Regions from separate parts of the Mus musculus genome. Here all the other regions are linked to region 2. Evidence: chromatin contacts called from public HiCAR-type and HiChIP or PLAC-seq data. All regions are on one chromosome and are shown on one strand. Each heading gives the region's core, a stretch centred on a gene start, on an enhancer-like site or on the middle of the called end of the contact. The rest is flanking DNA. Distances are from core to core; before and after follow the strand shown.

Region 1 (6,975 bases), core at 1,590-4,089, 2.7 Mb after region 2:
CTTTCCAAAATGTCTGCAAAACAAAACACTTTAGGGAAATAGTATGTAATTTCATATCTTATTTTAGATTCATGACCGCCGTGGTCAGGTTAACATTACAAACTGAAACATCCAGCTAGAAGCGCCATGCCCATGGTTCCTCAGATTAGCCCAGGCCTAGGCTCCACCCCCAGCCTCACACGCGCACACATGCACACAGGAAATCAGCCATTTTCACTGTATTTACAGTTTAATTAAACTGCACATGTAGATTACTCAAAGCATGCTTTGTTGACCAAAACTGCTCTGTAATATCTACACCACACACTACGGCCCCCTTCAGCACCCAGACTGTAGTTCATACCTCTCCAGCTTGCCTCGCGAGGATTACTGCATAGTCCATGCACTCCTGCCAAGGGTCTGCCATTATCTAAACACAGCCAACAGAGATCAGCACAAAACAGTTACGAATCATGCAGACACTCACTTACACAAGCATCTCAATTAGCAACGGTTTGATTTTGATCCACCCTTTCCCTGGTTGATAGTTCAATTTTTCCCCACATATAGTCCCAGTAAAAAATCATTTTGAAATATTATATATTTCACCTCGTAGTAAGACTTTTTTGTTACTAGTGTTGCTTTGAGTCAGTGTCTCATAGCCCAGGCTAGACTCATAGCCCAGGCTAGTCTCATAGCCCAGGCTAGTCTCAAAGCGAAGGATGACCTTGAACTCCTGACCCCGTCTGTACTTTCCAAGTACTGCGATTACCAACGAGTTATTATCATAGCAAACAATGTTCTATGAAGCTGTCTCCCAAGTGACCACACAATATCACATTTTGGGTTGTAGCTATACCATATCATAGTGTGGGGGTGGGGGTAGCGTGGGGATGCCCCTGAAGCTTAGGTCAAGCTCAGATGAGGTCAAGACATGGTCTAACGGGTAGGTGTAGGAGTGGGTGGGGAGCAAGGTAAAGAACATGGGAAGGCTGGAATCAAAGCACTTTTAAAGACCAAGGAACAAAGGCTGCCTGTATTAACTCAACTCCAGGGAGTTCAGTGCTTTGCACATGGAATTAAATAAGGTAAAGGTGAAGTTTTAAGGTTCACAGATTACAAGTACTTTGCCCCGTATTATATGAGCAGATTTTACAGAACGTATGCTCAATTCTGATGGGAAAGTTCCCTGCTTTCCCTTACCACGTTTGAGAGAAGAAAACTCTATGTCTAAAAGCAAAGGTGCCATTTGCCTCCTAGACTTCAGGCAGGGGAAATGTGAGCAAGTGACTTGACAGCTTTCTGCTGACCTCTCCAGACTCACCCCAGGCTTGACCGCACTAACACTAACGTGGGCCCCTAGCCCAGGGAAGCATGGAAGTGCTCATGCCCAGGAAAGGTGGCCGCTCTGCCTGCTTCCCAGGACAAGTCACACCCTGTGCTTCCCCTGTAAGAGCGTCAGGTACACGGAGAAGCGCAGGGACACAGAGCAGACAGACACAACCAGATGCTGCTGGCTACGGCTTCACCTTCCTTCTTATTGATATAAGGTGGGCTTCAAGCTTTGAGCATCCTCGCTTAGTCTTCAGAATGCTGGTGGGATTACAGACATTTGCCCTCACGCCTAAGCGCCTTTTCCTGTGATCCAAGCGTCCAAGCAAGCATATAAAAGGCGCTTTGAGTTATAGAATAAACTCCTTACAGCTCTTCAAGAATGCTTTCCAAACTTGGTCACACTTGTTCTTACTGCTCTCTTCTATTCTGTCACAACTGGACATTCTTGGGCTGGGCTTGCCTCCTCACCACTTGCTTCCTCAAGCCACTCACACTTTACCTTGTGACAACATGAACAGAACACCTCCTGACTCCCCAGGACTGTTTCAAAAGCCATCCATCGAATCTTCAACCCAACAGATATCAAGCAATAGACAGTTGCAGAAAAACTGCTGTTGCTATGCAACATTTGGTCATTTATAATGCATGCTACATCTTCTTAATCAGTTCTAATATTCCTTGAGGAAAGGAGGCTGATAAATAAAAATTTCTGAGGTGCCCTAAAATGTAGAGGTCCAGAAGAGGGAAGACACAAGGGAAGTTAATTAGGTAACAGTTCTCTGGGGTTTGTTCTGGCTTTGTGGAGCATGGTGGGGGGCAAGAATAGAGACTTTAAAAGCCTGTGCCTTGAAATTCAATTATAGCGTTAGCTCATCAGAGGCACTTTTTTAGCTTTGTTGCTGGTAGTTTACAAAATGTGCCCCAAGTCTTGGTCCATTTCCTAGCTGATATATATTAATGGCTCAATAAACCCTTTTATTTCAAAGACCTTTGCTTCAAGACTTGTTTTCACGGGGGTCATATTCTATCACCCTCACTTTGGGAACAAAATCATACAGACTTAAAATTGTTTCTATCCTATACAGGCCCCGCTCCCGACGCAGGACATCACCGGACCTGGTCTTGTTCACCCCTAATCCTGTAAATTCGTGAGCCAGGGAACTTGCCGTGTAGAGCCCTGAGGGCTTGGGCAGAGCCGGGCTCATTCTGCGACACAGAACCTCAGAGATCGAGGACCGCCTGGCGAACCCGCTCGGCTGTTTCCGGAGCGCTACGGAGAGCACCGCCGGGAGGAGGGCCCGGCAGGCGCCCCGGCCCAGCATGGGGAGAGCTTGTCTGCAGCCCGCACAACCCCCCGCCTCGGCCACCGAATAACGCTGCACGGAAGCCAGGGACAGAACCGACTCACCTCGCGCGAGCGCACCGCGATCGATGCTCAACCGCCGGCGTCCGAGGGCTCGGTTCTTCGGCTCTTCCGGAGGTAACGGGGATTGCTCCGACAGGAAGTCCCGCCCCATTAAAACCCCGCCTTCACGTCTTCGCTCAGACTGGAGGTGTAAGCCGGGCCGAATTTGCCTTTGTAAGGGCTGGTCCGGTTGAAGTTACCGTGTTCTGGCATTCTCCTGCATACCCTTTCTTCTCTAAGAATCCCGTTTTCAAATCTCCACTTTTGTCTTTATTAGTTTATTTTTTTATTAGTTTATATCATATATGTTATATATTAGTGAAATTAAATATATATAATATATTATATATTATATATTAAATTATATATAAATTATATTAGTTAAATTTCTTTATTAGTTTATATTTTCCCATTTCCCATTCTGCTCTTCGGCTACAGCTAAATTGGAGTTGTGACTGTCATTGGGCACTCTCATTTGTTAAACCTGTAAGCCTAAAGGAGATTTTTATTTTTATTTTTTGCACCAACTCTCTTCTCCATAATTCACTTAGATACAGGTTGTTTGTTGTGGACTTGACGGCGGCAGGCAGTTGCTCTCCGCACCTGCAGCCCTCAATACTAAGGACCATAGGCTTTGTAAATACTATACAAGCACCCTGTCTTTGAGCCGCTTTCAAAGGCGTCGATTTTTAGCAGTGTTCCATTATGTAGCATAGGTTGGCTTCTGAAGTCTTTGAGCATCCTGCCTCCACTTTCGGGCTACAGGCACCTGCCACCACACCAGACAGCACTTGTGCTCTTACGTGCTTAAACATAAGTGTTAGAACGGTTTCATGAAGAGTCCCTGCACAATACAGATGAGGAAAACAAAGCTTGGAGAAGTCAGGGGATTTGTCCCAAACTCACACAACAAGAGCATAGCACCCTGACTCCAAAATCCGCAGAGAATCTTCATGGCTCAACCACTTGCTCTGGATGACCAACAAAGGCTAGTTTATGGTTCTTAAAATGTTTCCTCACGTGGAACAGTACCATGGTAAGTATGTTACTTTTAAGTGGAACTCTATCCAGATGACCTACCCACAAGATGACCACAATGCCCTGGCATAATTACTTGTGAAGTGATTGGTTCTCAGGAATCAAAACAAGAAATTATCAACAACATGTAACATGTCTCAGAGATGAGTGGCAGGGACAGCAAATCGGATTGATAAACCCACAAAGACAAAATGAGTCTACTCTTCTGAAGCCTGCTGCCTTAAGACACTGATGTGGGTGTCTATCACATACTCATGGTTTTTTGCTCTTCCACAAAAGACCTTCAAGAGCTTGGTTTTGGGGTCCTCTATTATCAGTTGTTTGAAAATAAAAATCTTATCAAATGCATGCTGTATGAGTGAAAGAGCCTCCCCTGACATTGCAAAGCAGGACAGATGAGGGACCAGGTATCAGATGTCTTTACATTAAATGATCGCTAGCTTCCTCCATCAGATGAGCAGGACTCCATGGGGCTCATTGCAGCCTCTGCTGCTTCTTCCTTGCTACAGTCAGGTAACTCAGCACAATCCATTCTCCTGCCAAGTGCCTGCTGAAAGCCAAGCGCACAAAGGAGTCTGATGTTCTGATTCCGTTATAGCAGCACTGACTGCAGGCTGGTGTCACACAATACAGAACCCTGTTGCTGAGTGTGTGGAGGTGGCTCTGATGTCTATAGAGACCTCCATACATGACAAGAAGAAAACTCTAAGCACACACAAACATGTACACTCACATGACTGCACACACACACACACACACACACACATACACTGGGGTGGGAGGGGTTCTGTTCTAGTCACTTAAGCAAATGCTAAAACTTATGTGGTGTCCCAAAGTTCACTGGAGAATTATTGACTGAGATTAAAATGGTGGAGTCTCCATAAGCCAGGTGAGCTACTCAGGAGTAGAGTCTATCTCCATGTTATTCAATATGGTTTCATGATTGATGGAACATAGGTAGGAGCTGCAAACACTGATCAAAATAAGCTAACATTCTCTGTAGTGTTAACAGGTTCCAGATCATTAGAATATATATTATTATCATCATAGAATTGTTATTCTATGCATAGTGGAGTGGACTTATCATTCCTCAGAGCTACAAACTTAAAACTAAAATCAAAATTTAAAACCTGGCCCATCAATACTTTCTGCGTTTGTTTACTGTTTGATTAATCGAGGTAGGCTCTCCTGGAACTCACTCACTAGACTAAGCTAGGTTCAAACTCATGGCAGTCCCACTGCCTGGCATCCCTCTTGCTCTTAAGAGCAAGGTATTTGGGTAACTTAATCCTTATTTGATTTAATACATTTAATGATGCATAAAGCTATCCCACAAAGCACATGTCGGGTTAACCTGTATCTTAAACCTATGTGGACGTCTGTGTTTTACAGATTTGAAAGCTGACGTGACACATTCTCAGTGCCATCAAGCACAGCTAGAAAGAGAGCTGCCTGGCCTTTGATGGGCAAATGGTGGCACCTCCATAGGTTGGTATTACGCAAATGCATTTATAGTTTGAGCCTCTGAACGGGCATTTCTGTTGAAAAGCCAAATGCTCCAGGGAGGTAGCCACTGCTTTTCTGATCAGGATAGACATCCACCACCACACCATCAGGTCTTTTGTAAATCATGCTTTTTGTACACTGGACTTAGTGACATAAGAAAGAACAGATTTGGTTGTATCAGCCCAAAACACTATAGGCAAGAACACTGACAGGAAAATGTTAAACCATTTGGATTAGGCTAGGTTAGGGTAATGTATAATACACATGCAAACACATACACGTGCACACATGTAACATGTTATACGCACCTGTATGTCACACACACATATATAAGACATACACATACAGGTACTAGAAGAAATGATCTCCTCACCTCCCATGTCAAGCTTTTAACCAGCTTGAAGGTGACTATAGTGCATCTGCTGTACATTTTAAACTAGAGGAGTTTTTTCATATTCTGTGCTAAGGGATGGCCTTCTCTTAGCCTTGTAGACCAGAAGGAGCAGTAACATTTCACAGCTGGAACACATGGCTACTGTAAAGGGGGCTACGGAGGCTTCGTGTGCCTTGGGCTGGGAAAAGGAAAGCTGAATGATGGCCAGAGCTAAGAAACTATTCAACATCCCAGTTTCGAGAGCAACCGTCTTGCAAACAGGAAGAGGCAGCAAGTAGACTTTAGCCAAGGAATAGCCAAACAAAAGGCCCAGTGCAGGAACCAGAAGCCCCAATAGAAACACCTCTAGGTTAGCCATTCTCAGAAACACTAGTCCCATCCGGAAAGCCAAGTAGATGCCCACGAACATTAAAGTCAAGCTCAGAGGCCGCACTACTCTCTCTAAACAGATTGCTTTCGCAGGCATCTTGTGTTTAATGATGACACCAGTCGACATTGGCATAAGTATGAAAAGAAGAGTAGACACAATCTTTAACACAGGGACGTGAAATGCACCTGCTAAGCCCAGTAGCCGACTGTAAAAGTATGAGTTGACAGGCATCATGATGAGGGCCAGGGACGTTGATGTGCAAGTCATCAAAATGGCCAAAGTGACATCCCCTTCCAGAAGGAGAGCAAAGAGATAGCCCCCACCTCCTCCTGGGCATGTGCAGGTCATTACAAATCCAAAAGCCTGTGCCTTAGGCAAGCCCAAAATCTGAGACAAGAGAAAGCCACAGAATGGCATAAGAAAAAACTGTATAACCACCCCAAGAAGTATTGGCAAAGGTCTCTTCCACACTGTTTGAAGCACCTGGAATTCAATCTTGCAGCCAAAGGCACATTTATTTAAAAGGATCATCGATAAGACAAGCAGGAAGATGGAGCTATCGACATGGATTGGTGCCTGGAGGAGGCTGTCGTCCGTCTGTCTGAACACTCTCACTCTGACATTCTTTAGCTCGTCGATGAGTGTTGTTTGCCTACCTTCAGACTCCCAGAGCTGCAGGGTCACATTGGTCTCTCCTGGGAAAGTCTTCAGGTTGACGGTAAAGTCTGTGACAGCCAGGGAGGTCTTGGTCACATTCACCACCTGCAGCACTTTAGGATCCTCTAACTTCACGAGCAGGTAGCTGGAGTGAGGCTGTTTGTCTTTATAGCTGGACCTTACAACGATGTTTTCTTCCGTCCTTGTAAAGGACAGCATTTCTGTATTTTGTATATTCAGAAAACTGAGAAATGACTTCTTCGCTTCTCCTGGGGTCACCAACAAAAGTAG
Region 2 (6,814 bases), core at 3,737-6,236:
AACCCCTGCTTGGGAAAAACAAAAACAAAAACAAAAAACTCTAGGCCAATAAGTCGCCATGTCTCATCCCTGGGTTCCTGCAACACACCCCAGAGTGCCCACCAGGGGCTCAGTTTTTGACCACGTATGGACACCATCCTAGCTCCTTCTGGCACATCACTACTCCCTGCTTAAGCTCTATAAAACCCCCATGCTTTAGCCTGGCTGTGTGACTTCACTGACTTCCACCTGTGAGATGGATGAACCCACCAGAGAGGGGATTCCTAACAAAACTGCCTTTATCTACTTTTAATCTGGCCTAATCTGATCTATATCTGCTTCAAGAGGGGGAGAAAATGACAATCACTTTTAAATACCCATAATCAATTGATAACATCTTATCTGCTGCTATTCTGTTTGAAAGGCACCTTCTCATAATACCATTCATCAGCCTTCTCCTATGACTGCCCTTCACTGGGATACACAGGTATCAATTACTACTCAATTGGATTATAGCCATCTACATTTTTTGTAGAAACTGGCTTTTTATTTCATCTTTTGCCTTATAGGTCCCTAAAAATTATGTTTTTGGGGGGACCAGGCAAATGAAAGAGACAGGGAATGTGACTTGAACTCAAAGGAGAAAGTTATGATGGTTAGTGAAAAGAGATTAATTCGCACCTATATCTAAAAGTCATTTCAAAGTCCATTTCCTGTTTCAATAAGTTCATTTGCCATACTTTCCAAGATTGCCAGTTTTCTTCTGAGATATGTGCTTCCCAGAATGATGTGACCTTACACCTCACCGGGCAGCACTTTTTCATTGCTTCACACTTGCTTTGATAATACATGTGTGTGTTACGTGAAATTTTCAATTCTATACTATTTTTACAATACAGCCCTTCATTTGTAGACTATTTCAATCAAGTAAAGTAGCTGCTGACAGACCAGAGCAGTACCATACATATTTTAATATATTATAATATATACTTAATATTTTATAATACATATAAATAGTATATATATTATAAACAAGGAGATTTAGAGCATAGAGAATTTAGGATTTTGTGTAACTGACTAAATAGCTGAGTTTCATTTCAGCTTCCTGGCCCTGATTTCTAAAATGAAAACCTTCCAGGCTCTCTAATGTATGATATGTATGATAATGTATGATCCCATGGGTTTCTGGCTCCACCATCAGGAGTGTGACCTTTGTTCTGTGGTTACAGTTATTTCTTCCACATACAAGCACCGTAACAAGTTAATATTTTTCTGGTTTGAAAGTTTATTTAACACTTTTGTCCCAATGGCATCCGAATTCAGCACTTACCATATTTTGTTACTTTTGATTTATAGCTCACTCCTCAGCCTCCACTGAACTTTTCATTAGGTCACAGATAAAACAAACTGTAGAAGCATTACAAGACAAGTGTTGGCTTGTAGTATTGTCTTTAAATCGCTTACAGGGTTTGAAACTGGAGAATTTGTTTTCAGTGGGGAATTTGGTTAAACCAGAATGATAGCTGTCTAAAAATTCTTGTTGGTTTTAAATGTAAGCCAAATAATACATACAATCTTCAACTGCTTAAGTTATGAGGTCAAAGTGGACATAATAAAATTGGATTCCTCAGTCCATCATATCCTGTCATCTATCAGTTTCTTTTAGTTTTTGAGATTACAACATCATTATTTTATTTCCTCAATCAATTTCTTCCCCTAAACTCTCATATATATCCTTTCTTGCTCTATTTCAAATTCATGACCTTTTATTTCATTAAGTGTTGTGCTCTAGCTAGCTAGCTAGCTATCATCCATCTATCTCCCTAAATACATAAAGTCAACCTGCCCAGTCTGTATAACCTTACTTGCACATATGTCTTCAGGGCTGGCTGTTTGGATAAACAATTTGTATGCTCCTCTCTGGGGATGTCTATTTCTCCACTGTCAGTCAGCATTTCTTCGTGGCCTGAACAGTTTGTCTAGGGTTGAGACCTTGAGGACTTTCCCATCCTCCTTGAGAAGTGTTCTTTCAATGTCCTTTCCCAAGTCTATTTCAACAAATAATTCAATTTTATAGCCATTTCATGATACATATATATATATATATATATATATATACAGGTCACTAGCAGTTTACAGTAGAGAATCTGGAGCCCAAAGAACAATTCTCCAAAACAATTTTTCTAGGGATTCAGGAGCTGCATTTGATGTTCGGGTTGAGGTGTCTAGGGAATCCGCTATTAGCTACTGAATTACACTTCCTACAACATAACTGCATGCACAGATAGTGAGAGGAAGTACAAATATTCATTGTCTTCTACATGAAGGGGCTTCTTGGCCAAGCTCTGAAACTACAGCGTATGCTCCTATTTCAAGGGAAAAAGTAAATATTTCTACATATTATAAAGTTGTCTGTCCCCAACACATATAGAGCAGAGGACTGCCTGGTCTGGCCTCAGTGAGAGAAGAGGCACCTAACTGTTGAGAAACTTGAAGCCCCAGGGAGTGGGGAGGCCTAGTGGCATGGGGGATGAGGGCATTCTCTTGGAGTCAGGGGTGGGGTGGGGGCTGGGGAGGAGGTATGGGGAGGAGAGCAGTGGGGGGGGGCAGAACAGGAGAGGTATAAAGTCTGTACTGTAAAAAAAAAGATTAAGGAATAAAAATAAATTAATTAAAAAACAAAATTATCTGTCAAGAGTCAGGATAACAGTACTTCATACCCATGGGCCATGAGATTGGTTTTATAAAAGAACTTTCCATTTTTGTTCAAGAAGTATACACACTGAGATGAAATTTCTAATTCTCCTTTACAGATAGATCTTCAGGCTTCCTCCATATTCCCAAGGCTCTATGTTTCTCATTGTTTCCTTTTATTAGTATACAAATAAAATGTATGCTGATTCATAATGAGGCAGCACAATTGAGCGTCAGCGAGTGAATCCTTGTTTACTTGGTGTCCCGACATAACAAAGTGGAAACACAGCACACAGCCTTGATGGAGTTTACCCACGCCTCTAGTAAATTTTGGACCGAAAATGAAAGAAAAAAAAAAAGCCACTTACTTTAACTCCCGTGAGTTTAATATTTTCATATTTTCTTTACTAAGAAAATAAGGCATGTCCGATATGGATGTATCTCAATGGGAAAAGCCTCCTCGTTTAAATTACACCTTTGCTTTTCCTTTGTCCTTTTATCTCTCCAGGTTGTAGGTAATCCAAGGGTTAAAGTGAAAGGCAATTTCAGAACCCAGGGCATTGCAAAGAAGACAGGGATGCGGTGTCTCTAGCTGTACAGTGAGCTCCTGCAGGGGCACCTTGGCAGCCTTCCATCATTTTCTTGGGCAGTCTCTCAGGTCTCCACATCTTTTATTTGGTTTCTGATAAGTACTCCCTCAAATGTTTTTGGTTCGCTAGTACCTAAGAGAGGGGAAGTAATTGTACCTAAAACAGTGGGCCGGAAACCAATACAATGGTTTGCAATGGGGTTGCAAAAGGAAAGAGCCTTAGGCTAGATCCTGCACCTCCATAGGTTCTCTTGCTTGAGGAAGTATTTAAAACACCTGCATTCCCTTAGGTAGACCTCCTCACACTCCATTCTGTTCTCATCTCTATTAGTTCTAGCTACAAATGGATTCCAGCCTCTGTCAATTCTGTTCTTGTCCACTTTAAATCCTTACTTATTTAAAACTAATGCAAGCCTATTAGATTTGATCAGGGAGCTAAGAATTTGTACTCATGGGTACTTAAAGTTCTGCCTCCCTTAAGTAGCAAATATATAGAAGGAAAATAAAATCTGGCCTTTTGCAATCTCAGCCGCAGGACTTGGGTTCCCAGCAAACAAGTCAACTTACAGCCTGGATCGGAAACTCCCAGACTTACTGCGGGGAGAAGAGGGGGTTTTCCAATGATCTGTCCTTTAGGGTTTAAAAGCGCATCCTGGGAGCGACTCTTTCATTCTCCATGAAGTTCTGAGCTGCGAGAGCCCAGCAACGCCCTGAACCCAGGCAGCCTGTGAGTAACTGCACAGCCAGGAAGCCAGGAAGGGCTGCATTGAAGAGGTACTGGCTAGGGACAAAGTGGCTGAAAACCACTGACTACTGAGTCTTGACTGCAGGGGGCCACCGCGTCGCGGCTCCCGCACTGAAGCTCTGGGTCTGGGGATCTGAAAACCGCCTCGGGAACTGTTCCTCCCCGCCCGCCAGGGTTGTACGCCCAGGTGCCAATGGTTCTGGGCAACCGAGCTCAGCGCGGGTAGTGGCTGACCATGGGAGAGGCCAAGCTCTCAGCCTGTCCAAAGTGCAAGGCCGGGCTATTCCCGGACGTGCGGAGGCGCGGGGGCGGGTGGCACCTCCCGGACTGTCCCAGAGTCCCCGGCGCGCTAGGCGCACCTACTTGTGCGCACCAGAGAGCAGCGCTTACCATGGAACATGGTCTGCGGGAGGTGGGTGTAGTCATGATGACTGGGACTGCAGCAGGAGCCGGCTCTCACCACCCATAATCACTCCCAGGACCCCGGTCATCCACCGGGTGGCCGCAAACCGGTGCTGGGCAGGGCAGTTCAGGCAGCTGACTCCTCTCACCCACGCCACGCCTGGTCCATCCATCCCAAGAGGGGCCGCATGCATCACCGGCCACCCAGGCGCTCTGGCTTTGCCATAACTTCCGTAGGATCTGCCGGCAGACTAAGCAGGGTACTTTCAGTTTCTACTTTGCGCTGGGTCTTCAGGTTCAATGTTTGGGTTTATACCCTCAGCGTCTTCCCCAGTCACCTGGACCAGGATCAGTGGTTGCTGCGAATTGAAAGTAGCTCAGGAGAAGCCAGCTGGCCTTCTGGATCAGAAAGATTCGGCTAATAGGCTTTTCAAATGACTTCTAACCTCTCTGGCAACTCTGTGAGACTGGGAGCTAAAACCGCTGGTTACTAATATGTCCACAGAAGCCACAAATGTGCAGCAGAGAAAGCTCGCTATTGCAAGTCAGTTCCACTGAGGAGGCGTCGCTGCTTCTGCTGCCGCCGATGTAAGTCATCTTAAAAAAAAAAAAAAAAAAAAGGAAGTGAAGGATGATTAAGAGGGTCACGCCCTCTGCCCCTCTAGGTTCTCTAGTTTGTTTTTTTTTTTTTTTTCCTCCCTGTCATCTGTGCAATGCACCTGCTCAGGTAGGACTTTAAGAACAAATAATTCTTGTGAGTCCATCCAGTCTAGTATGTAAGTGGTAGCTTCAGAAAACCAAAACTCGTATTAGTTGGGGGCACATAGAAGTTCTGCATAGTAACTATCTCCCACAGTTATCTCCTGACATAGCTAATCACCATTGTGATTGTTTCATTAAAGTGTTTTGTTTTGTTTTAATAATAGGCCTGAATTACCGAGGGGATTCCTGATTTAGTGTTGTTTCTTATAATCAGGAGAAACACTGCTTAGGTGAAGGCAGGTTGTGCAAACCAGTAACAAGAGAGATCTGAGATCAGGACCATATCTCTCATATATCTAGTATTTGCTCTATGCCAGGACTCTTGGTCAGGAATTTACATGTATTTTGGCATCTGGAGTTTTCTGCCGAGGCAATCTGTTTTCTTATCTGCAGTTGAAAGATACACATGGGAACAGAGGCTTCCTTAAGTAACAGAGCTAAGTTCACGTGGCTGAATTTGGATAAAAAACACCTGCAGGCTGGCTTCAAAGAGTCTGCTTGGAATCTCTTGTGGAAGAGAACCTTGTAAATAATGGAGGATACAGTAGACTAAGAAGACGCCCTAGGGTGGTGGGTGTGCTCTTAACGCTCTGGGGAACCTCAGAAAGGGGTCTGGAGCTGGCGGTTCCTAATCGGACATCAGGACACGAGCTTCAGATTCTGTCTGTTAACAGTGAAAAGAGGCAGAGAGGTACTGTTTGTGCATTTAGAGTGTGGACCATAGGAGTTCTAACTGGGCACTGGCCTGTGGACTCTGCAGGGACTCTCACTTTCCACATTCAATGTAAAACCTGTTGTCTTAGTGCACTTCCAAAATAAATCCTACCCGGTGCCTGCAGGGCTGTTTAAACACCTCTCTGTTGTCTCTCTTGTTGTCATCCTGCTCAAAGCATCAGGAGATTTGACAGTACTTGTTATCTTCACTGCAGCCCTGGTCTCCAGACAGCTCCCATCCACAGAGAAGGGCTATCTAGAATAGGATTAGGCTCCAGCGTTGCAGTATGACAGGATGGAAGAGAGCTACTGTGGTGAGAAAGCATTTCAACGATGGAACATGGAAAAATGTCCACCAAAAAAAAAAAAAAAAAAAAAAAAAAAAGGAAAGAGAGGAAAGAGAAAGAAAACAGGGAATTGCTGGCAAATGAAATCAGGAAACTGAGCCTCTCAGGCACACATTTCCAAAAATGTCATTGGAACTCAGATGTGGAGAAAAGCAGTAGACAGAGATGAGGCTGCAGGGGTGGTTAAAGACTAACTCTATAAACATGTCTAGGTTTGTGGCGGCTGTATTAAACTCCCTGACCATAGGGTACACGTAGGTGTACAACTGCTCACATTCTATGCTTTTTTCCCCCCACCTGTTGTTGGGCTTTTCAGAGGAGAGTCAAAGAACATCCATCAAAAGAGTGCGAGAGGGGAAGTCTGTCTTCCTTCCTAGTACAATCACCAGAAAGGCTTGTGCATAGGCAACATTGGAGTAAAATGAGGCGAAAGTATCTAAAGTTCCAGGAAAGGAGAAGTAAATGTATTTTACAGGACTCTGACCCTCAGTGTTAAGAATGTCTTCTGAAAAGAATATTTAGAAAGCATTTGGAATTTCAAAGGTTAGATAAAAATGGACACCTTTGAACTACATTGTATTA
Region 3 (7,096 bases), core at 914-3,413, 2.8 Mb after region 2:
AATGAGAGGACTACCACACATTGATGATGCACTGTCCATCTGATCCTGGACATTCGTCTGCTTAAGACTGCCCACAGCTGAGTCCTCTAACTGGCCTTTGGAAGAGGTTGAGCTTGTGGAAACACTGCCAAAAGAAGAACTCCTTTGATTTCTGTTGTTTGTAAAGCTGGAAGCGGAGTTTCCTATTGGCATTGGAACTGGGACATACGGGGTTGCCATCTTCTTTGGCCTTGGCAACAAACTTGTACACCTTTGAGTCCAAACACTTAAAGAACAACCAATATGCAGTTCATTGCTTTCTTCTTAGGAATTCACTATCTAAAAATGAGAAGGACATATTGAAGAATTAGACTTCAACCTAGAACTCAAACCAATAGAAAAGAAAGTGCTTCTCTTAATTTGTGACACTCAATTACCTATGAAGACATGGGTAACATCATCCTGTAATCTGATTTACCTCTGTGGACTCTTGTTTACATGGTTAGGAGAACAAACTTATTTTACATCTCTTTTCTTGACCCTTATGATATACATATTTCTTCTTTTTTTTTCCCTTTGGTCTACTTTTCTTTATTTTTTGCAATATTCATTTTAAATGGACTTAATCCTAACATACATTCAAACATATTTCCTGTCTACTCCCACTCAAAAAATGGAAGCAGAAGGAGAAGTTTTGTCGTCCTGGTTGTACTATATGCAACATAGGAACAGAAGAAGGAAAAAAGTCATTCATTTTACTTTTTTATAGAATTACTGAAACTCCCAAGGATTTACACAGGCTAATCATAGTCAGTCCGAAGTTTGATTATTACTAAGGAATGCTCTTTTACTTTGATTGAGATTTGCAATGCTATGCATGCATTCTAAACCTCTTCCTTAAAAAATATGTTAATTTTTAGGCAGGGTCTTACAAGGTTGTTGCCTGTGAACTTGCTAAGTAAGTAGCCTAGGTAGGTTTGAACTTTTGATCTTGCAGCCTCCATAGGTGCTGGGATACACACCTGTACTACCAAGCCAGCAACAACTGTCTTGAAAGTAACATTTTTTTTTAAACTTAGCATCAAATATATTTCAAATGCAAACTTGGTAAAGTTAACGAAAAAAAAGGGGGGGGGAAGGTATCAGGTTTACAGTCAATCAAATTAAATCATTAAAAGTTTTGCTTTTTGATTCTAGATTATTCATTCTCAATAACCTAAGGTCCAAAAGATGGTTATATTGTATGTCTGAATAATTTTGTAGAATAAAGAAGTAATGACTTACCATTACGACGTTAAGTAATAAACTCAGAAATGTTAAGTAGCGACCAGGAGAAATGACAGGTCTATTTATACACAGCAACAGGGGGTCTACCAGCCCAACTTTATTTACTGTCCTCTTAGCAAGCTGTCCCCTCTGGATGTAGGAAGTTTAAACAGGGTGTCTAACCTCACGCGGCCAGTGCAACCTTCCTTATTGTGGAACATTCAAGAAACTTGAGCTACGGACTCACCCCTTGGGTGAATCCTGACCCCCACCCCGCACCTCCCCAGAAGAACCGCGCAGGATTCTCGTAGCTCCGGCGCTGGCCTCTGACATCTGCCACCTGAGGCCCCGGGCTGCCAAGGGCGGCCTCGGGGTGCGCCCGGGGACTTCCACCCGCGGGAGCGCCGAGCGGCGGAGGGAGGGCGTGTCGCCTTCTTCGGGGGCGCCTGACCTCGTACCCAGGAGGATGCTCCCGCGCTACCTGGGGAGGAGGGTGACAGCACGGTGGCGGAACGCAGGCCCGGGGAAGCTGGCAGGGCGACGCGGTCCGCGCGGGCCGCGAGCCCTCAGGCCGGGCTCCCGCACCTGCAGTCCTCCCGGGCCAGGCGCGCCCAGGGGTGCGGCGGGGTCCAGGCTCCCCCGCGCCCCGCAGCCTCCCGCGCGCCCGCCCGCCGTCCAGGCGGCAGGTGTCCCCGCGTCCTACCTCGGCGCGCTCCGCGACCCCACGCCGTCAGGGGAAGGAAGGCGGCTCCTGTTGGACTGCGGCGGGTCGCGTCCTGCCCGGGCACTCGGACTCCTCACGTGACCCTCCGCCCCGGAGCAGCCGCTCGGTGCCTGGGCACAGCCACCCAGCCAGGTTCCCGCGAACCGAGGGAAGGGACGGCCTCGAGTGGGAGGGGGAGGTATGCCGCTCCAGGAAGTGACGTCACAGCACGGCACCGCCCCCGGAGGCCCACACTGGGATTGCTGGTCCCTGTCTCTGCAGTGGCCCGAACAAATCTAATTTTATCACAGGGAATCGACAGTTTTTTTTCCACAGGCTTTATTACTAGGGAGTTTCTGAGAAATGGGGCTACAATATCTAGTTTGCCAAGTAGATGAAGAGAAGACTTCAATTCCCAGAAGGCACTTTGGCTAGCATAAGTTCGGGCTAGAGCTTTGCATCATGGGACTTGTAGTTATCACTGGTTGGGGGGGGAGGTCTAGAAGGTTAGTCATTTTCCATAATTAGCATTTCTTTGATGGATTGACAACTGATTTGAAGAGTAGGCAGATAGAACACTATTTTATTGTGTATTTGTCCCTGTAATTTAGGACTATGGTAAAGATTCCTGAATGCCTGAATTTCTGAATTTAGCCCAAGTGAAAACAGTATTAGGCTGCTTAGATTTGCTAATTTGAAAACCTTTAGTGTTTCAGCAACACTATTATTTAATATTATATATCAAAGTTTACAGAACCATTTGTCAGTACAATCGAGTTGTCTTATTTAAAGATCATTCAATGATTTCTAGGGCTTTGGAGCGATACCTAGAAGGGGAAAATTGAGAGTGGTGATTCCAAAATGATAATGTGATTTCTGACATAGGTGTAGCTTTTATTGGAGAAATAAGTATGAGATAAACAGAATTCGTTGAAAACATAAAGATATTTTCAGGATGAAATTGCCCTTTTTGTCCTTGAATTAATATAATTGAATAAAGGGAAGAAAAAAGTAAGGCAAAGAAAAATGAACCTTGGAATAGTTTTCTTAATAGGGCTCCAGGGGCCAAGGAAAGAAAAGCGCTCAAGAAATAAGAGTGTACAGGTAGCATAGTTTGAAGAAAGATGAAGATCTTGTAAAGGTTGTTGGAACTGTTTGAGTAATTTTTTTTCAGATTATTGAGTGGAACATAACAGGATATACATATATACAAACATATACATATATACATATGTATATATCGCATATTTTCTGGTATTGATAAATGGCTAGATTTTACTTTCAGGAGATAACTAGACATTTTTAGTAATCAAAGAAGAACATTCTGTGTGTTGTCAGATAAGGGCTACAACATAATCTATATATACAATATAATCTATATATATACTGGCCGGTTCCTACTTATAGACTTTTAGTTTACACTCTATGCAGTGGTCCACAATAGAAATGAACTGTTTACACAGCTTACAGAATAAGATTATTTTTCTGACTTTTGTGTTGTGTACTTTTATGTATGTATAATAAGAGGGCATTTGAGCTCACCCAAGGTATCGTTAGACAAGATGCATAGCTTTTATCAGCCTGAGGTGATAGTGGGGTGAGCGAGAAGATGTAAAAACTACAGGATAAAAGAAGCATTTGAAATGGAAAGATATATTATTTCCCCTCCTAAGGAATTGCTCTATCTTCTGTACATTTGGCTTCTCTTGTGGCTAGGTTTATATCCCGGTTTAGATACATTTTTATTAAGCTGGATTTTTTTTTCAAGTAGCATATTTGATCCAACTTGTGTCCAACAGGTGCCTCTTTCCAAAGAATTAAAATGGAGGTGTGGCTGAGCAAAGGCATAAGATTGATGCCACAGAAACTAATGTCATAGGAGTATCTGTGGTGAGAAGTCTGGAAAGCCCCCCTGCTAATTTCTCTAAGATTGATCCATTCTTTCTCCCCTCTTGACTTCCCTTAGACTCTGTGAAATAGCCTAGTGAGTTTTTCAACATATTAGCCTTTTGCTTAAATACGGTCAAAGATTGTGTTTTAGTGTAAAAACCAAAACTGCAAGTAACACAGGCAAACTGAAAACCAGGAGTGGACACAGACAGGAGTCTTACAATTATTTAAATTGGGATGAGGAGATGGCTCTCTGGATAAAGCACTTGCTGGGCAAGTGTGAGGACCAGAGTTCAGTTCCCCAGTACCCACAAAGAACAGCCAGGAGTGGGTGTGCGGGCATGCACACCTATGTACGCTCATATATATGTTTAATCCCAGTTCTTGGGAGGTGGACCCCAGGATCTCTTGAGCAAATTGGCTCCTAGACTGTCTGAATTAGTTCCAGGTTCAGTGACAGACCTTGCCTCAGAAGGTAAAGAGCAATTAAGGGTGATACCTGCCCAATCTGCATACAAGTATGTAGACCTCTTCATGTACTACATACGTGTGAACACTCATACAAGCATATACACCACACATAAACCTACACAGATAATAAAGTGTGGTAGTTCATAAGGGAACATTATTAGTTTATCACTTCGATAACTCTGTATAGAAATATGATATTTATAATACAGGAAAACACTTCCTCAGTAATTTACAATTAAAAAACGAACATGAAGTGACCCCATTAAATTTAAAAATAATTAATTCTGTGATTCGCACTTGTACTCCATAGGGGGCGTTCCTGTAATCTTGCTATTTAGGATCTGTACTCATGTGCTCTATTTTCTCAGTGCCATGACCTTGTGAGTCTAGAGAAAGAACCACAGGTGATCTAGCTCCGGGAGAGCTGGGAGGTCAGCAAGGCATGGCAACCTGACACCTGAGGCCCTGGCTGGATGTGCGAGCTCTCCAGCTTCTTACATTCGGAACGAGAATCATTTGAGATGAGTGTAAGGCAGACATGACTGCTGTCATTGACTATTTTTCTTGCGGTGTGGAAATCTCTTCCTGCAAGTCAGGTGCAGAAAGGATGGGTGTGGTCCATGAGAAGCCTCGGTTTTGCCGAGAAGGATCCCGACTCTTTTCTTGAGCTCTGAGAGCCAATTCATACACTCGATCCTTTTCTAGCTGTCTTTGAAGTTCTTTCTGCTACATTTTCAACTAGCGTCCGACATTTGGGGGATTTCCATAACAAGCTTGAGAGAGGACACAGCTTGTGCGGGTGTGGAGGGAGGGTTAGGGGACAGCCTAATGGAACTGAAAGGTTTTCTGGGGGTGAAGTTGGACGTAGAGATCGTCTTTTAGACTACACCGATTATGACCTTATCAGTAATGCCTTCCTATGGAATGCCTACTCTATAGAATCAAGGAAGCCACCCTCGGTTAGCCTTTTGTTCTTGGCTTGGAATGCAAACTGACCTTATGTCATCTGTGGTTACCCAATCATGCGCAGGGACTGAGTTATGCATTAGGTATCTATCTGCCCACATCTCCTAACACCAAATAAGCTATCCCATAATTTCAGGTTTTTTTTTTTTTAATAGCTGGACCGGTATACACACTTTTATTTCCAAGATCATTTTAGTTTCTGGTTCTAATTTGCAAAATGAAATACTTTTCAGAGACTATAAGTTTCTTCATGATGCTTATATTGCTCACAGTTAGCTAAATCAATCAATTGGCTACTCCTGGGGACTTGCCATAGAAAAATGTGTCTGAAAGTCCAACTGTAGCAATCATTTGCCGCTCTGATCTCTCACATTTTTTTCTCTTTATATGATTTGACAGTGCTTTTGCCTGTGATTTTCTGTCCCCCTACATCGGTGCCCACATTCCTTTTGACAACCTCCTGGGTGGGTTGTCAATTCCTGTCCTATCAGATGCGATTATCACTGCATCTGCCTTTCTGGACCAGAATGGAAACACCTTGAGGTCAATAAAGGTGGGGTTTTCTTCTCCATTGATCAACAGAACTTCTGGCTAAGTTTGGTAGGGCCAAGTTGAGCAAATAAATGAATGAAAATGAGTGAATTAAATTTTAATGTTTTCTTTTTTTCTTTCTGGTTAGTGATTCCAACGCCCACACCTCTTCAGTGGAATTTTGTTTTGCAGAAACATACGGAAGCCATAAGAACAACAGCAGGAGTGACTGTGGGTGAGGAGAGCGAATGCCATTCATTCCTGGGAGTAATCTGTAAGCCCCTGGATGGGCCAGGAGACTCGCAAGTTCTGACTTGGAATCGATGTTACTTGGAGTCAGAACTGATATCAAAATGATCACCATAACGTAGTTAGCAGCACTAAGGTCCATGAAAAGCCTCAGGAGAGCAAAAATAAAGGGGAACCCAAGAAGCCAAACATAAGAAAGCCGATGAGTCAGACTCTATAGTACTTTTTAGGCTTTGTCTTAAGTTGGTTTGAGAAATGCTTCTGACATAGGATTAAGTAACGAAACCTCTAAGTTCCTCAGAATGTCAGCATTTTTAACATCTTAGTTTGTAAGACAATCTTCCCAAACAGGGATTAAAAATATCCTGCCAGGTGAGAAGCCAAGACTTGGAAGGGAGGGCAGCATGGCTGTCAACACTGAGACTTGCTCATCTGAGAGGAGTCACCGTCCTGTCTGCAGGGAGGCTTTTGTTAGGTTCCCCTTCACTTTTCCAACTACAATGTGGGGCAGCACTCATCCTCCACACAATTATTCCGAGAGCTGAAATGATTATGCTTTTAGAGGGCTTAATACTGACAAAAGGAACTATAGCTCCTCCTGCCATTTCTGGAGTCTCAAAGCTGTTCGGTTTAAAATGTGTGAACAGTAGCTGTAATAACGTACTTACATACATGTTAAAAGAACAGATACTGGAAACCTCTACAGAGAACTGCTGTATTGGCTTCATGGACAATAGTGAGTGTTTTTGTTTTTTCTCTATTGACTTCTAGTTGACTTCTTTCTCCCCTCTCTCTCTCTCTCTGCTTTACTGAGATATACTTGACAAACTATATAATTTAAAGTATGTCATGTGATGATTTGATATGTATGTGTTAGGAATTGATTTCCTCAATACAGCTAGTGAGCACATTGCATTAATTTCCTTAATTATCATGATAATTTCTTAGACAGCATTGTTACTGGAGATGGTACTTTACAGACCCCTGTGTGAGTGAGGGTGTATACGTGTGTGTGTGTGTGTGTGTGTGTGTGTGGAGAGA
Region 4 (6,717 bases), core at 3,804-6,303, 2.4 Mb before region 2:
CCAGGCACAGAAGGGATTGCAAAAGTGGGCAAAGGACCTCAATCTGTTCTGCTTTTGTTTCCTTAGAATTCAATAACTGCCCTCTCTACCCAACACACACACACAGACACACACACACACACACACAGAGAGAGAGAGAGAGAGAGAGAGAGAGAGAGAGAGAGAGAGAGAGAGAGGGAGGGAGAGGGAGAGGGAGAGGGAGAGGGAGAGAGAGAGAGAGAAGAGAGCGAGGGAGCTATAGTTTGCAAGAAAGAGAGGAGGGGTAATGGTGTTGGGATCACTAGCCACAAAAATGTTTAAATAATTTTGTTGACATTTGCTGGGTTTGATATTAATGACATTAATATTATTGATAACGTTTCAGGGAGGGTAAAGCAGCAAAAGAAATAAAGAATTTGTGGATGCAATGATCATTTTCCTTGTCCACCATGGCAGAAGTAGACCCTTTCTTCACCTGAACCTGAAACAGACTTATTACTCTCAGGTGTTTTCTTCATCACCTGCATTTGCCTGCCTGCAATAGCAGGAAATGGTTTTTCCATCAGCAAGCTTGTACACTGAGCTCTTTCCAGCAAAAGGCTTGATTTTTGCTGATTTCAACTTGAAAGTTTCCCCTGCTTTCATTTCCCCTTAGTCTCGTGAAAAGTCCACCCCTTTTCTCCAGGCAGACACCTCAGATAGTTTGTTATTATTATGGCTTTATCTAGGGTGTTTTTCTGTAAACATCCTCTCCCCCCCCCAGCCCCCCCCGCCCCCGCCCCCGCCCCCAGTGTGCAACATGTTTCTTAACCCTACTAAGGTGCAATGGGAGGGTTCCTGGTGAAGTTGCTGTGTGAAGGTAGGGCGACTATAAACAAAATAACTTTAAAATCTTAGAAACTCTTTCACTGTGAACAGATTTCTTCCCAAAGATGTTGGAAATAGGAGTCTCTTGAGACAGAATTTGCTTTTCTGTTGCCATTTAGTGGCTTTGGTTTCTAAAACACGGCTTCATGTAGCCACTCCAGATTTCTAAGATGGCATTGCCTTTTCCTCTTACCAAAGACCACATCTAGGTTTTATTCTCTGCTTTGAATTTTCATTGTAAAGTTAGCTAGTTGCTGAATGCAAGCAGCTTTTCAGATATGGGCCTAGGTCTGATCTTGCAGGGAGGAGTATAATTTTATCCACACAGATGTTTTGTTCTATTTGCATTTGTCCTAGGATGTAAGGCGTATACACTGATAGGACAAGGGTATTAGACCCAGGAAGACATATTTACTGTCTCTGAACTCTCAGTGATGTGCTACAAATCTTGCTGTTGCTATAAACCTTGTTTGGTACCTTTGGTTTTTAAGGACTAAAACAAGGTTTTGAAGCAGATCCTGGCAATCCAAAACTTCAAAGGCCTGTCAGCTCAGAAGTGGCTGGTGCCTCACCTGCTCAGGAAGCTGGGCAGCACTGGTGTTTCCTGTTTGCAGCTCATTTGATTGGTTACTCTTATTTTCATTATATGATTCCAGGTTTTAAAATATTACATAGATGGTGTCTACTTATGACCTCTTGTGTAGTAGTGTATCAAGATGCAATTCATATATATATATATACAGATATATTATATATATATATATATATATATATATATATATATATATATATATCCCACATTCAGTAGGGGGTATTTAAAAGTATGTCTATTCCGAGTGTTAGTTAATTATCTTTTAATGAAAGTGTCACTCATATTCACATCTGTAATATTGGAAAGAGATAATTAGATTTTCAAATGAGAATCAGGCACCTTAAATTTTGCACCAGAAAATACCAAATATATTTCACTCTAATGAGATCTGTATTGGGGTTTTAAAATTCATCATAATGTGCTTCCAGAAAGATAACTGAACAGTCTAGAAAGATGAAAGCTTTTCTTCCATAAGTCCTTTTAAACCATTACATTCAACTTATGCGATTCTGATAAAATATTCAAGAATATTACATAAAATCTAGGCTGTACCCTAGTATCACTCTTACAACCCGAACTTACTCTCATTTGGAAGTTTACTTTGACTAAACTAACCACTTCCACCTCCCTTGTAGGTTTTCTCTAGCGTAAATGCAAGTGCAAGATATAGTTTTAAATAGAATGCCTGAGGATCCAGAGAGAAATCTCTCCTTTGAAAGAGGTTGAACTGGGTGTTGTTTGCTCACACTGACTGGCACTCTTTATTTACATACATCTGCATATTTGCTCAGGCCTTAGTATTTAGCTGTTAAAGTACTTCTGAGTGCGTAGTAGAATAAACCAACCCAGAGAAAAGCTCTTAATTACCTTGACTTGTATTTCTCCTTAAAGCTCCCTGGTAAACATATCTTTGGTGTGAGAGTAATTATTTTGCCTGGGTTTTTTTTTTTTTTGTTTTTGTTTTTGTTTTTTTTTTTTTTAATCTAGAACTCTAAAAAGGCATTTCTTAGGAATGAGTTGTGCTTTTATATTCTTCTCTTTGCTGTCTCTGTGTGAGAGTGTGTTCGTGTGTGTCTAATGAAGTTTGAGAGTTGTGCGCAGGGGCGCATGGGGTGCGAGCCCCGGAGGTCCCCATCCTCCGTCTCCTTAGTCGCCTCGTCCAGGGCTCCAGCCGCAACGCTAGGAGCCCTGGAAGTCGCGAGGCTCCCAGGCTGCTTTGAGTCCTGGCTGCGCGTCATTTGCAGTCTGGGGAATGTTGATCACCTCACTAATTACACCTCTCCCCCCTCCCTCCCCCTCTCCCTCGCTCTCCTCTCTCATTCCCAGAGTGCATATCGGGAATAGACACACAAAGACATGCGCACTCAACTTAATCAGCCATTTTTTTTAAACAGGGCTAAAACGATAATAATTAGCAGAATAAAGACATATCGGATTTTCATTTCCTTTCCTCCTTTTCCCAACCCCTTCACAAGCAAACAGCGAGACCGCGGTCGGCACATGCTTTAACTCCTCCCGGAACCCCGAGGACCGCTCCGTGCTCCCCACTTTTTGCTCCAGCGTTTTTATTTTCACCCAATAAAGTTCGAGGATTATTTTTTTATTTTTTATTCTTTTTAATGAACCCTCTCGTTTTACTTGGATGTGATCAGCTGTACGTAAAATAAAAGCAAAACAAAAAAGAGGCGAAGATCGAGTAGGAACTGCAGGGAAATGGAAAGTAAGTTTTTTCTTTAACTTTTATTGAGTAGTTTGTGTTAAATTTAGGTCGAGTATCGATTATCTTTCCAGCCTGATCTTGCACAATCTTTGATATTTCGCTCACTCTCTCTCCCTCTCCCTCTCCGCCTCTCTACCCCTAGATCGCTTGCTACCGCTCGCCCTAGCACACGTACCCTCATCCCGACCACCTCTTCCGCTCTGCCCCCCTTTTCCATCTCTTTCCCCCGTTTTTTTTTTGGCTCAAAGATTTGCTCTGCTGAGGGAGGGAGAAGGCACAGGCGGAGGGGGGATTGGGGCTGGAGGTGGGGGGGAGGCATGCTTTTCAAGATTTAACTTTTGTATTAAGTGACTTTCGGCCGAGCAGTTTTCTGTCTTTTTCTCAGTCTTTTCGGGTTCTGCTTTCCTCGGGAGCCGGAGACACTCTGGTGATCCGGCGAAGCTGTCATTTCGGCAGCGGCTCGGACATTATCTGGGGTCCTCGCTCGCTCCGCGTCCCTGCACCCCATCGAGATGATGTTTCCTCTGCACACATTCTCCGAAAGTTTGGACAGTGGTCGGTGGGGCTCGCAGCCCCCCTCTCCTCTCCTCTCCCTTGATCCTCCCCTGTACTCTTCTCGGTTTCCTTTTCATCTTCCTTTTCCCTTCTCCACCCTTTCTCAAGTTCCCGAAGGGCACTCACTGCGCGGGGCTGTGGCAGGCCAGGGCTGGTGCGCGCGAGGCGCCGGGCCCGGGAGGATGGGCGAGCGCGGGGCTTGGCTGCAGGTAGACACCGGTCTGCGGAGCGCGGCCGGCAGCGGCAGGCCCTGGCGGCTCTTGGCTGCACGGGCGCTGCGGACCTGGTAGGTCCGTTAGGAGGCGGGATCTCCCGGCCTATGTCCGCAGACCTGGGAGTGGAGGCAGCTCGCCCCGGGGTTTGGGGATTGATCGCCACACTAAGAGGACACCCGCGGCTGGAGATCAAGAGCCTTTGCTTTCTTTTTTGGTAAAGGGCAAGGGTGTGTGTGTGTGTGTGTGTGTGTGTGTGTGTGTGTGTGTGTGTGTAAAGGAGATGTGGCTGACTGTGGGAATTGATGCATTTTACACACACACACACACACACACACACACACACACACACTCACTACAGGGTTCCATGTCTGCAAATGAACTTCACCTCCTCAGCTTCAGCTGGCACCAAGCATGCCTTCTGACCTGATATGATCAGTTAGGCTACCAGGGGCTGGAGTGAGCCTGGTCTCGCTTCTTTTCCTTTTCCTTTTCCTTTTCTTTTCTTTTCTTTTCTTTTCTTTTCTTTTCTTTTCTTTTCTTTTCTTTTCTTCTCTTCTCTTCTCTTCTCTTCTCTTCTCTTCTCCTCTCCTCTCCTCTCCTCTCCTCTCCCTCCCCTCCCCTTCCCTCTTCTCTCCTTTCCTTTCCCTTCCCTTCCCTTCCCTTCCCTTCCCTTCCCTTCCCTTCCCTTCCCTTCCCTTCCCTTCCCTTCTCTTCTCTTCTCTTCTCTTCTCTTCTCTTCTCTTCTCTTCTCTTCTCTTCTCTTCTCTTCTCTTCTCTTTTTTTCCTCTCTCTCTCTTTCCCCCTCCCTCCCTCCGTCCCTTTCCATTCCTTTTGCTCTTTTCTATCAGAAAAAATAAAATAAAATTTTTCTATAATTGTATAAAAGTTCCTCAGTGATGGCCAAGTTCCGGAATGTTCCCCCATCTTGCCCCCTCTCCCAGAAGACCATGCATTGGTTATTTCTTTTGTTACCTGTGATCCAAGCGAGGGGCTCCTTGAAGCGCTGGGTCTAGGGTTCGGCCCAGATATGAGGCTCCAGAGGAGCCTTCCGCTGTGTCTCCACAGTTCCGTGCGCCGTTCTGGAGAGGTTTTAGCTACCTTTCGGTGAGACACCCTCTTTGTAGGTACCAAAGGTTCAGATCACAAACATGGACACCCCCCCCCCAAACACACACACACACACACACACACACACACACACACACTCACAGTCAACACTCACAGAACACACATTCGCCCCACTCCCCCCACCTCTAGCCCCAACCTTGCCTTCACTTTCCCCCTCCCCCAAAAAGCACACACAGAACAACATCCCCCACCAGCACCAAACAAAAACCCAAAGACAAGTTCAGTGGACGAAGATGGTGTATTGACACTGACTCAGACAGAGGCAGGTTCACCAAGAAATCTAGCGTTGGTGATTTCTGACAGTTGCATTTCCTCTCCTTGAGCACCCCCCCCCCAACCCTTTATTAACTCTGTTCCATGTTTAATCAAGGATCATGTAGATGGCAAAAGGAGAGAGAGAGAGAGAGAGACACACACACACGGGACAGAGAGAGGAGAGAGGAAGAGAGAGAGGAGACTGGAAACAGGAGGGGTTTAATTTTTTCGTTTTTTTCCCCCTTTTTCCTTTCCTTCCCTTTCCCTTTCCATTTCCCTCCCTCCCTCCCTTTCTTTCTTTCTTTCTTTCTTTCTTTCTTTCTTTCTTTCTTTCTTTCTTTCTTTCTTTCTCTTTTTATAATTTTCTTCTCCTGGATTTTCAGTGGCGTGATCCCTATACACGTGGAGTGGTTAGACCTCATATGTAGTATTATATTTTTAGTTGGGTGAATGTTTGGAAGAGTCAGGGAGAGGCTGAGGCTGCCGCTGCCTTTTCGGTTGGTGCTTAGATTAAGGCTGAGACTTGGCTGCGATTGGGACGCGACAGTGACATGGGCATCGATCGCTTCCATTGAGAGCAAAGCAAAAACACAGCCCGGGTATGTAACACTTGCTGCCATCCACACTTGCTTTACCTTGTGTTTACTGACAAAACTGACGGAGCAAGCTCAGACTTCTTTCTTCCTTCCTTCCTTCCTTCCTTTCTTCCTTTCTTCCTTTCTTCCTTTCTTTCGCTTTTTGCTATTTTCTCTTTTCTAAATGAAGAATAAAAAGAATAATGTGTATAACATTTGTTGAAAAGGATGGGTTTTAATAACGCATAAAGGAAATTTGGGGATTATTTCACTGCATCTGTTACTATTTTAGAGTTTTCCTTCTCCACTAAGAAGCACATTAAATAAATAGAAGATTTTTTTCCAAATTAAAAATAAAATAAAATAAAAAGTAAATCCTTAAGGGAATGTTTGATATTGTTCAAGGGCTGTGGTTTCAAGCAGCAGGAAGGAACACAAAAAAATAAAAGATGGCTAGCCAGCTGTTTTAACCTCTTGCACCTGGCTTCAGTGTATGGATCATAAGGGTCAAACAGTTGTTTTTAATGGTTTTAATATTTATGGCATAAACTGCAGAGAGCATCGCTGTGTGTTTATTCAATAGCTGGCTGCTCATGTATTTAAAAAGTAAACTCTTATTGGAGTGTTTTCCTTTTTTATAGCAATGGAGATAGGGTCAATGAAATATGAGGGTTGCACCATAAATCGAAAAGTGAAATGTACCCAAGGAACAAAGGAAGGTCAGGTGAACTGGCTGTGTAAGTCACAGCAGCAGCACCCACTATGGGATAAGGCAGAGACAGTAGCTCTGGATCTGGGAAGTGAAAGTTTCTAACTTAATAAAAACAAGAC

Evidence for each region. HiCAR-type assays count read pairs that join an accessible place to other places. HiChIP or PLAC-seq counts read pairs in DNA pulled down with a chosen protein or histone mark.
Region 1: an H3K27ac HiChIP or PLAC-seq map of bone marrow-derived dendritic cells shows a contact between it and region 2, with 51 times the contacts expected there. The contact joins the promoter of Impa1 here to the promoter of Il7 in region 2. A contact is called at or near these places in 1 of 39 promoter capture datasets (liver) and 1 of 115 datasets of contacts at active chromatin or transcription factors (bone marrow-derived dendritic cells).
Region 3: an H3K27ac HiChIP or PLAC-seq map of bone marrow-derived dendritic cells shows a contact between it and region 2, with 32 times the contacts expected there. The contact joins the promoter of Snx16 here to the promoter of Il7 in region 2. A contact is called at or near these places in 1 of 39 promoter capture datasets (liver), 1 of 115 datasets of contacts at active chromatin or transcription factors (bone marrow-derived dendritic cells) and 1 of 9 other capture datasets (macrophages).
Region 4: a HiCAR-type map of astrocytes shows a contact between it and region 2, with 3 times the contacts expected there. The contact joins the promoter of 2700069I18Rik here to the promoter of Il7 in region 2. A contact is called at or near these places in 1 of 39 promoter capture datasets (hippocampal neurons) and 1 of 115 datasets of contacts at active chromatin or transcription factors (astrocytes).

The regions. Positions count from the first base shown.
Region 1 is chr3:10,328,600-10,335,574 of GRCm38.p6, forward strand. It overlaps Impa1 (inositol (myo)-1(or 4)-monophosphatase 1), which reads right to left and starts at 2,840. Exons shown (of 9, transcript NM_018864.6): 1 at 2,723-2,840; 2 at 344-409. The coding sequence starts at 406. Slc10a5 (solute carrier family 10 (sodium/bile acid cotransporter family), member 5) reads right to left here. Exons shown (of 1, transcript NM_001010834.2): 1 at 3,135-6,975. The coding sequence ends at 5,695.
Region 2 is chr3:7,608,774-7,615,587 of GRCm38.p6, forward strand. It overlaps Il7 (interleukin 7), which reads right to left and starts at 4,987. Exons shown (of 5, transcript NM_008371.5): 1 at 4,398-4,987. The coding sequence starts at 4,407. Gm16685 (predicted gene, 16685) reads left to right here and starts at 3,932. Exons shown (of 3, transcript NR_168341.1): 1 at 3,932-4,036.
Region 3 is chr3:10,437,967-10,445,062 of GRCm38.p6, forward strand. It overlaps Snx16 (sorting nexin 16), which reads right to left and starts at 2,164. Exons shown (of 8, transcript NM_029068.4): 1 at 1,949-2,164; 2 at 1-318. The coding sequence starts at 219.
Region 4 is chr3:5,215,770-5,222,486 of GRCm38.p6, forward strand. 2700069I18Rik (RIKEN cDNA 2700069I18 gene) reads right to left here and starts at 5,054. Exons shown (of 3, transcript NR_045905.2): 1 at 4,901-5,054. It overlaps Zfhx4 (zinc finger homeodomain 4), which reads left to right and starts at 2,785. Exons shown (of 11, transcript NM_030708.2): 1 at 2,785-3,158.